2 separate regions of the Mus musculus genome follow, and region 1 is linked to region 2. Evidence: chromatin contacts called from public HiChIP or PLAC-seq data. All regions are on one chromosome and are shown on one strand. Each heading gives the region's core, a stretch centred on a gene start, on an enhancer-like site or on the middle of the called end of the contact. The rest is flanking DNA. Distances are from core to core; before and after follow the strand shown.

The links. HiChIP or PLAC-seq counts read pairs in DNA pulled down with a chosen protein or histone mark.
Region 1: an H3K4me3 HiChIP or PLAC-seq map of bone marrow-derived macrophages shows a contact between it and region 2, with 5 times the contacts expected there. The contact joins the enhancer-like site here to the promoter of Tab2 in region 2. A contact is called at or near these places in 9 of 39 promoter capture datasets (3T3-L1-derived adipocytes, the HPC-7 cell line, HPC-7-derived erythroid cells and 6 more), 1 of 15 datasets of contacts at CTCF or cohesin (CD8 T cells), 32 of 484 Hi-C or Micro-C datasets (the Ba/F3 cell line, CD4 T cells, CD8 T cells and 25 more), 26 of 115 datasets of contacts at active chromatin or transcription factors (the 230-238 cell line, CD8 T cells, DN3 thymocytes and 18 more) and 2 of 9 other capture datasets (liver and macrophages).

The regions. Positions count from the first base shown.
Region 1 is chr10:8,064,522-8,067,221 of GRCm38.p6, forward strand. No RefSeq gene overlaps it. Among named protein-coding and RNA genes, the nearest start is that of Gm30820, 86 kb to the left of the region's middle. Within about 2 kb of position 1,405, at least 102 of the 459 cell types and tissues checked have an H3K27ac peak or open chromatin away from gene starts, as enhancers often do. A contact at or near this core is called in CD8 T cells, DN3 thymocytes, the HPC-7 cell line and 22 more, where this site is marked.
Region 2 is chr10:7,954,611-7,957,466 of GRCm38.p6, forward strand. It overlaps Tab2 (TGF-beta activated kinase 1/MAP3K7 binding protein 2), which reads right to left and starts at 1,513. Exons shown (of 7, transcript NM_138667.3): 1 at 1,191-1,513.

The DNA.
Region 1 (2,700 bases), core at 155-2,654, 110 kb after region 2:
AATCTGCCATCCTTATGCTGCATCCTGCATCCATGCATCATGTTCAGCATCCCTGCCTCTTCCTGCCCAGCAATGACTGAGCACCACAAATATAAAACAAAGAAAATAACCATATTTCCTTTGCTGAGGATGTAACTTTTAACTTCCTTTTCATCAATTGATCTAACTTGTCAAGTTAACTGAAACACTTAGGCTTAGCATCTTGCCTACAATGATGCCTGGATTCTTTTTCTTAAGAGTTTATTCTTGGGTACCAGCCTTTAACATCCTAGCTCTGGTGAAACAAAGGCTGGAAGACTGGTGCAATTTTGAGAATAGCCTGGGCTATATAGCGAATTCCGTACCAGCCCTGGCTATAAAGCTAGATCCTGTCTCAGAAAAATAAAGCATAAACAAAATTCAGCAGTTATATTATGAATTAAGCATATTACATTGCCTCTGCATATAGGAGCAATGCTATTTAGTGTTCTTTATAGCGTTCCTTGGATCTTCAGCTCCCTCACAGCTAATCGAGTTCTAAGAGGCTCTAGAACTTCCAAGACTGCTTAAACAACAACAAGCAAACTTAAGGTAATAGCAGGAAAATCCGGTACAAATTGCCTGGCATGTGACCCACTAGCACTGAGAAAAATTAGTAATAGAATGACTGGTTATTTGGTTTTCAGACCACCCAGGTTTAAAGTAGCCATGGAACCACAAAACTTTGCTAAAAGCTATCTTCTTATTGTGGGCAAAGGACCAGCTATTTAGCTATTACTTGGATAATCTTGTGTGATTGGGAAAACAGAAGCAGCCTTCTGATGTATGATCTCCCCTCCAAGGATTCAGAGAACTTGTTATTTTGAATGGCGTTCTTACATGGGCATTGGTGGTCAAGTACATGATTTTGAAGACCTAAAAGCAAAAGAGGAAACAAATCATCAAGATGTATGCTTCTATCTGTTTTAAGTAGCTTTTCCTCCCTGCTTCCATAGGCATAAGATGATTTCCTTGAAAACCCATTTGCCAACGTTCATTCTGACATCTTCCACTCATATCTGCTCCTTCAGGATTTCCTCAGCTAGGCCTTTTATACCATGACCTGAGATGGCACAGTAGGTATCCACCTATTTCTTGGCTGGCTCGTGCAGCCTGTACTGGTTTTGTGGGATAATCTTGCTCATTTCTAACATTTAAACTGGCAACATTTGCTTGATTTTATTTGAAGTTGTAATCTTTACAATACATGCGTTGTTTCAAAGCAATGGCAATAATTGCCTGGCTTCTGCTATGCCTGCACCTTAAAGCCCATAATACGTTGCAAATGAGAACTCTTAGCAAACTTGGCCTCAGGAAACCCTTAAACAGAGAACTGGTTCCATCTGCTGAGACCACTTCCGGGCTCCCAGAGTGAACAGAAGCTTGGCTTCCTGTGAGATCTTACAGTTGCTTCTGCTTCCGCTTTCCGGTTCTAGCTGGAGTGTGGTGCACGCTCTTAGCTCACTCGGGGAGCAATGTCTAATTGGTAGCAGGCTGCCAGGCTCTCCCAAAGCCCAGTATACATGCTATGACAGTGACCAGTGCTGCAGTGCAAGGGGTCTGATACTCATGCAAGACTCCTTAACCGAACTCTAGACTCAGTTTCCCTCCGGTGTTCTTCATAGCCATTCTTCCGTGATAAGATGTTTGAGGCACTTAAAGCTTTCTTATTCATTCCCTCAAGAATAGCTTGGAGCACGCATCTCACATGCTCCTCTTTGAGAAAGCAAGATAGAAATTACAATAATAATAATAGTAGTAGTAACAACAACAACAACAACAACAACAACAACAACAACAACAAAAGGCAACATAGTCCCTGTAGGAAAAGGTAGGACACTAGTACCCTGTCCCAACCACTTTGTCCTTATCTTTCTCATACTGGACAAGCAAATATTTATTTTCTGGGGCCTCCTTTGCAGCTGAGAGTGGCCATGTGACCCAGTTTAACAGGACAAAATGAAATCAGAGCTAACAACTCTTCTCTGCCTTTATGATCAGTACCCTATCTCTGTCCTTATTTTAATGTTTATATGATATTTTGTGGTATGTACATACTAGGCCTATCGAGACATTCCCCCAAATGATAGATTGCTGTCATTTCCTCTCATAATCCAATAGTGTCATGATGAACATCCTATTTCAATAAACATTCTCAACCTTGTGTATTGGTGCCTTTCTTACAGGACTGAATCTCAAATACTGGTTAACTGTCAGAACTTACACATGTTTATGTTTCCAAAGATATTGAAATATATACACATTTTTAAAAATAGTGATTCTCTTCTCAATAGCTGTATGTAAGTGGACTTATCTTTCTGCTTTACCAATGGCTCTTTTCAAGTTTTCCATTCTACCGAGTAACAATAGGTTATTAGGGTATTTGAATTTCCACTTTCCTGCATCTTTTTAAAGATTTGTTGACTGGGCAGACATGGGTCCACTCTGGCATTTTCTTAATGCTTGTTCTTATTTGTTCTCATTCCTCATGCCTCTTCTCTGTGCCATTTCCTCTTGCTGGGGCCTCCAGTGGCCCACTTCTGCTTTCCTGCCACGTATACATGATAAAGATTCCTATCAGCCTTCTCTCCCTACACCCTCTTAAAACTTCTTCTTCTGCTTTTATGGCTCCCTTTGTAGTTTCATGACCTACACACATACAGAAATAAGTAAACAGATAAG
Region 2 (2,856 bases), core at 263-2,762:
TGAAATTCCTAGCAAAATTTGAAGCTGCTTCATGAGCAACATCTCCTTTGAGTAAGCTAGGACACAAAGCCATTCCTTTTATAAAATGGCAATCAACCTAACCCTACGATTTGGCACTTTACTAACTTACCCAGCACTGACAAAATGGATGCAAAGCTAGAGTGTCTGGCTGCTGCCTCGAATACTGCATTTGTGTCCAAGAACTTTCCAATGACTAGAAGCCCATTTACCAACAGCCTGCAATGCTTTTGGGAACCCGAACTTCACGGAGACTCGAATAAAAGCTCCAGGAGGCTGCAAGTCTCCACCACTCTCCTGAAAACCCCTCTTATCAGAAACATTTGAAGAATTCCTCCATAACAATTAAGCTGACTTGAATGGAAACTTAGCATCTCAAATATACTATATATGGAATGAAACTTGGCCAAACACGTAAATACAAACTCACACGCTCCCTGACACTTTCGGCCTACAATTATGAGCCAAGGATTCTACAGCATCAGCAACAGACAGATCCACCTGTCACCTGTCAGCAACACCCAGGGACCCTTGTTAAGTCTTCCTCTTCCAACCACTATCTCGGGGCAAGAAAATCAGAGTAGTCCTGTGGACTCTAAGGGGGCCCCAACCTCTTCACAGCGGGGCGTGCTGCCCATTTGGAAGAAGGCTGCAGACAAGCAAAATCGGAAAGCAAAGCGAGAGAGGTGCTTCCTCTTTACCCTGCACTTAACTTCCCCGGCTCTCCCTTAACTCGCGGGCCCCGAAGTCATCGTTATCCAGACCTGGGTTCCCCCAAAGGCGTCTGGTTCCCTCCCTCCCACTTCCAGATCACAGGCCTGGGGGCGGACCGGGGGCCAAGGCACCCCCACCCCCGGCTCTCTCCGGCGCTGGGCTCCGGGGCAGGCCCGGTCCCCCTCCCCCGACGCCCCGGAGCCCAGGCCAGGCCCCAGGCTCCCCGCCCCCACCCTCCCCGCAGGACTTGGGGGGCCTCCCTGCGCCTCGCCACCGCGGGCAGGACCCGGGCGGAGCGGCGGACGAAGGCGAGGAAGGCGCGGACGCCCCGCTAGGGCTTCGCGCGCCAGGCAGAGCCGGTCCCCGAGCCGCTGCAGGCGCGGGGAGCCGGGCTGGGGGTGGGGGGGGTGGGGGGTGGGGAGGGATCCCGCCGAGGCCCCGCAGCGCCGTCCGCTTACCCTTCGCCGCCGCCGCGGCTTCCCCCTCCTCCTCGTCCGCCGCCGCCGCCTCTCCCACTTGGGCAGCCGTCTCCCCCGTCGTCACCGCGGCCGCCGCCAGCGCCGATTCCACCCGGCAGGGGGGACACCTCAGCCCTCCCTCCCTCCCCGCTCGGCCCCCTCCGCCCGGCCGCCGCCAACTCCCTCCGGCCGCCGCCGCCGCTCGCGGCTGAGGGGGAGGGGAGGGGGTCGGCCTGGGGCGCCCCGCCGCCGGCGCCTGCCGCGGATCAAAGCGATGGCCGGGGCGGCGTCGCCGCGGCCCGCTGCTCGGCTCCGGCTCGCACGGCCGCCCTGCCTCCCTCCGCCCCCACCCCCCTGCCGCTCGCCTGCCCTCCCCCCACCCCCCCAGCTCTCGCTCGCTCGCCCGCTCGCGCCGCGGCTCCGCCAGCCCAGTCCGCATCAAAATACGGCCACACAATATGGCGGCGCGGCGGCCGGCAAACACCGCGAGATCTGAGGCGGCGGCCGTGACGAGGCCTCCCTCCGCCGGGTGGCGGGGATGCTCTGTCCACGCCCCACCTCCGCCAGCCGCCGTCCCCACTCCCGGCTCGCCGTGGCCGGAGGGGACGCGTCCCGGCGCGGGCTGAGGAGGAGCACGCGGGTCCCTCACGCTCGGACGGGGAGGGAGGGAGGGAGAGAGAGAGGAGCCGAGCGGTGCGCGCGCCGCCGAGGGCCTCGCGGCTCCGGAAGCGGGTGGCGGGCTGTGCGAGCAGGGCGAGCCGTGCGAGCCGGCGGCCCAGCTCGGGGAGACGGGCGGGACCCTGCAGGCCCTGACGGGCCGCGGGGCAGGTGGGCCTGAGGCGGAGGCGAGCGCCGGGCCTGCGGGGCTGCGGGGCCGCGAGCCGGACACACCCCCTTGGAGCCGGGCCGCGCCCAGGCCGCGAGCTACCGGGTGACCCGGGAGGGACGGCGGGTCGGATGGAGACCGGGCGGTGCGGGACGCGTCCTGGAAGCCGCGGGACCCGAGCGGAGTTTGGCTCGGCCGCTGGACTTTCCTTGATCAGCAGTGGGGGCCCGCAGAGAGAACGATCTAAAGAATCAAGCGAGTCGTTGCGATTGTAACTGCACGTTCCTAGAAGACCTAGAAGCAGAGCCAAAGACACTTTAGCTTCGAGGGGAGACGCGGGGGAGGGGACACTTCTGGTTTCTATCTTCTTAAAGATGTGCTTCGTTTTCCCTCGGGGTGGGGTGGGGTTGGGTGGTGGTGGTCAACGTTCAGATGTTTCTCACAATGTAAAATATTTTAAAATCTTGGCGGTTTCATATGGCAAAAAAAAAAAAGGCTTTTTTTTTCTTCTTCTTGACCCTGTCCAAAGTGTGCATATCGCTGCCAGTTTCTTCCTTGAAGAAATTCATACTACCGAAAAAAATCCGGAAGGACTATTTTTATTATTCTGTTATCAGTATAAGCTCCATAGGTGCTTATTGCTTATTGTTTTTAAAGCCCCTTTTTTAAACACTTAAAACCCTTTCACTTCCTTTTTACACTCAGTTTTACAAAGTACCTGAAATATTGGGGTTTAGCTCTACTTAAAAACTTTTAGCCCGCCAGAAGTCAGAGTGCTAATGATTTACAACATTGGAACTTTTAAATTTTTCTCTCGGTTGACATTAAGAAAGTAAAAGT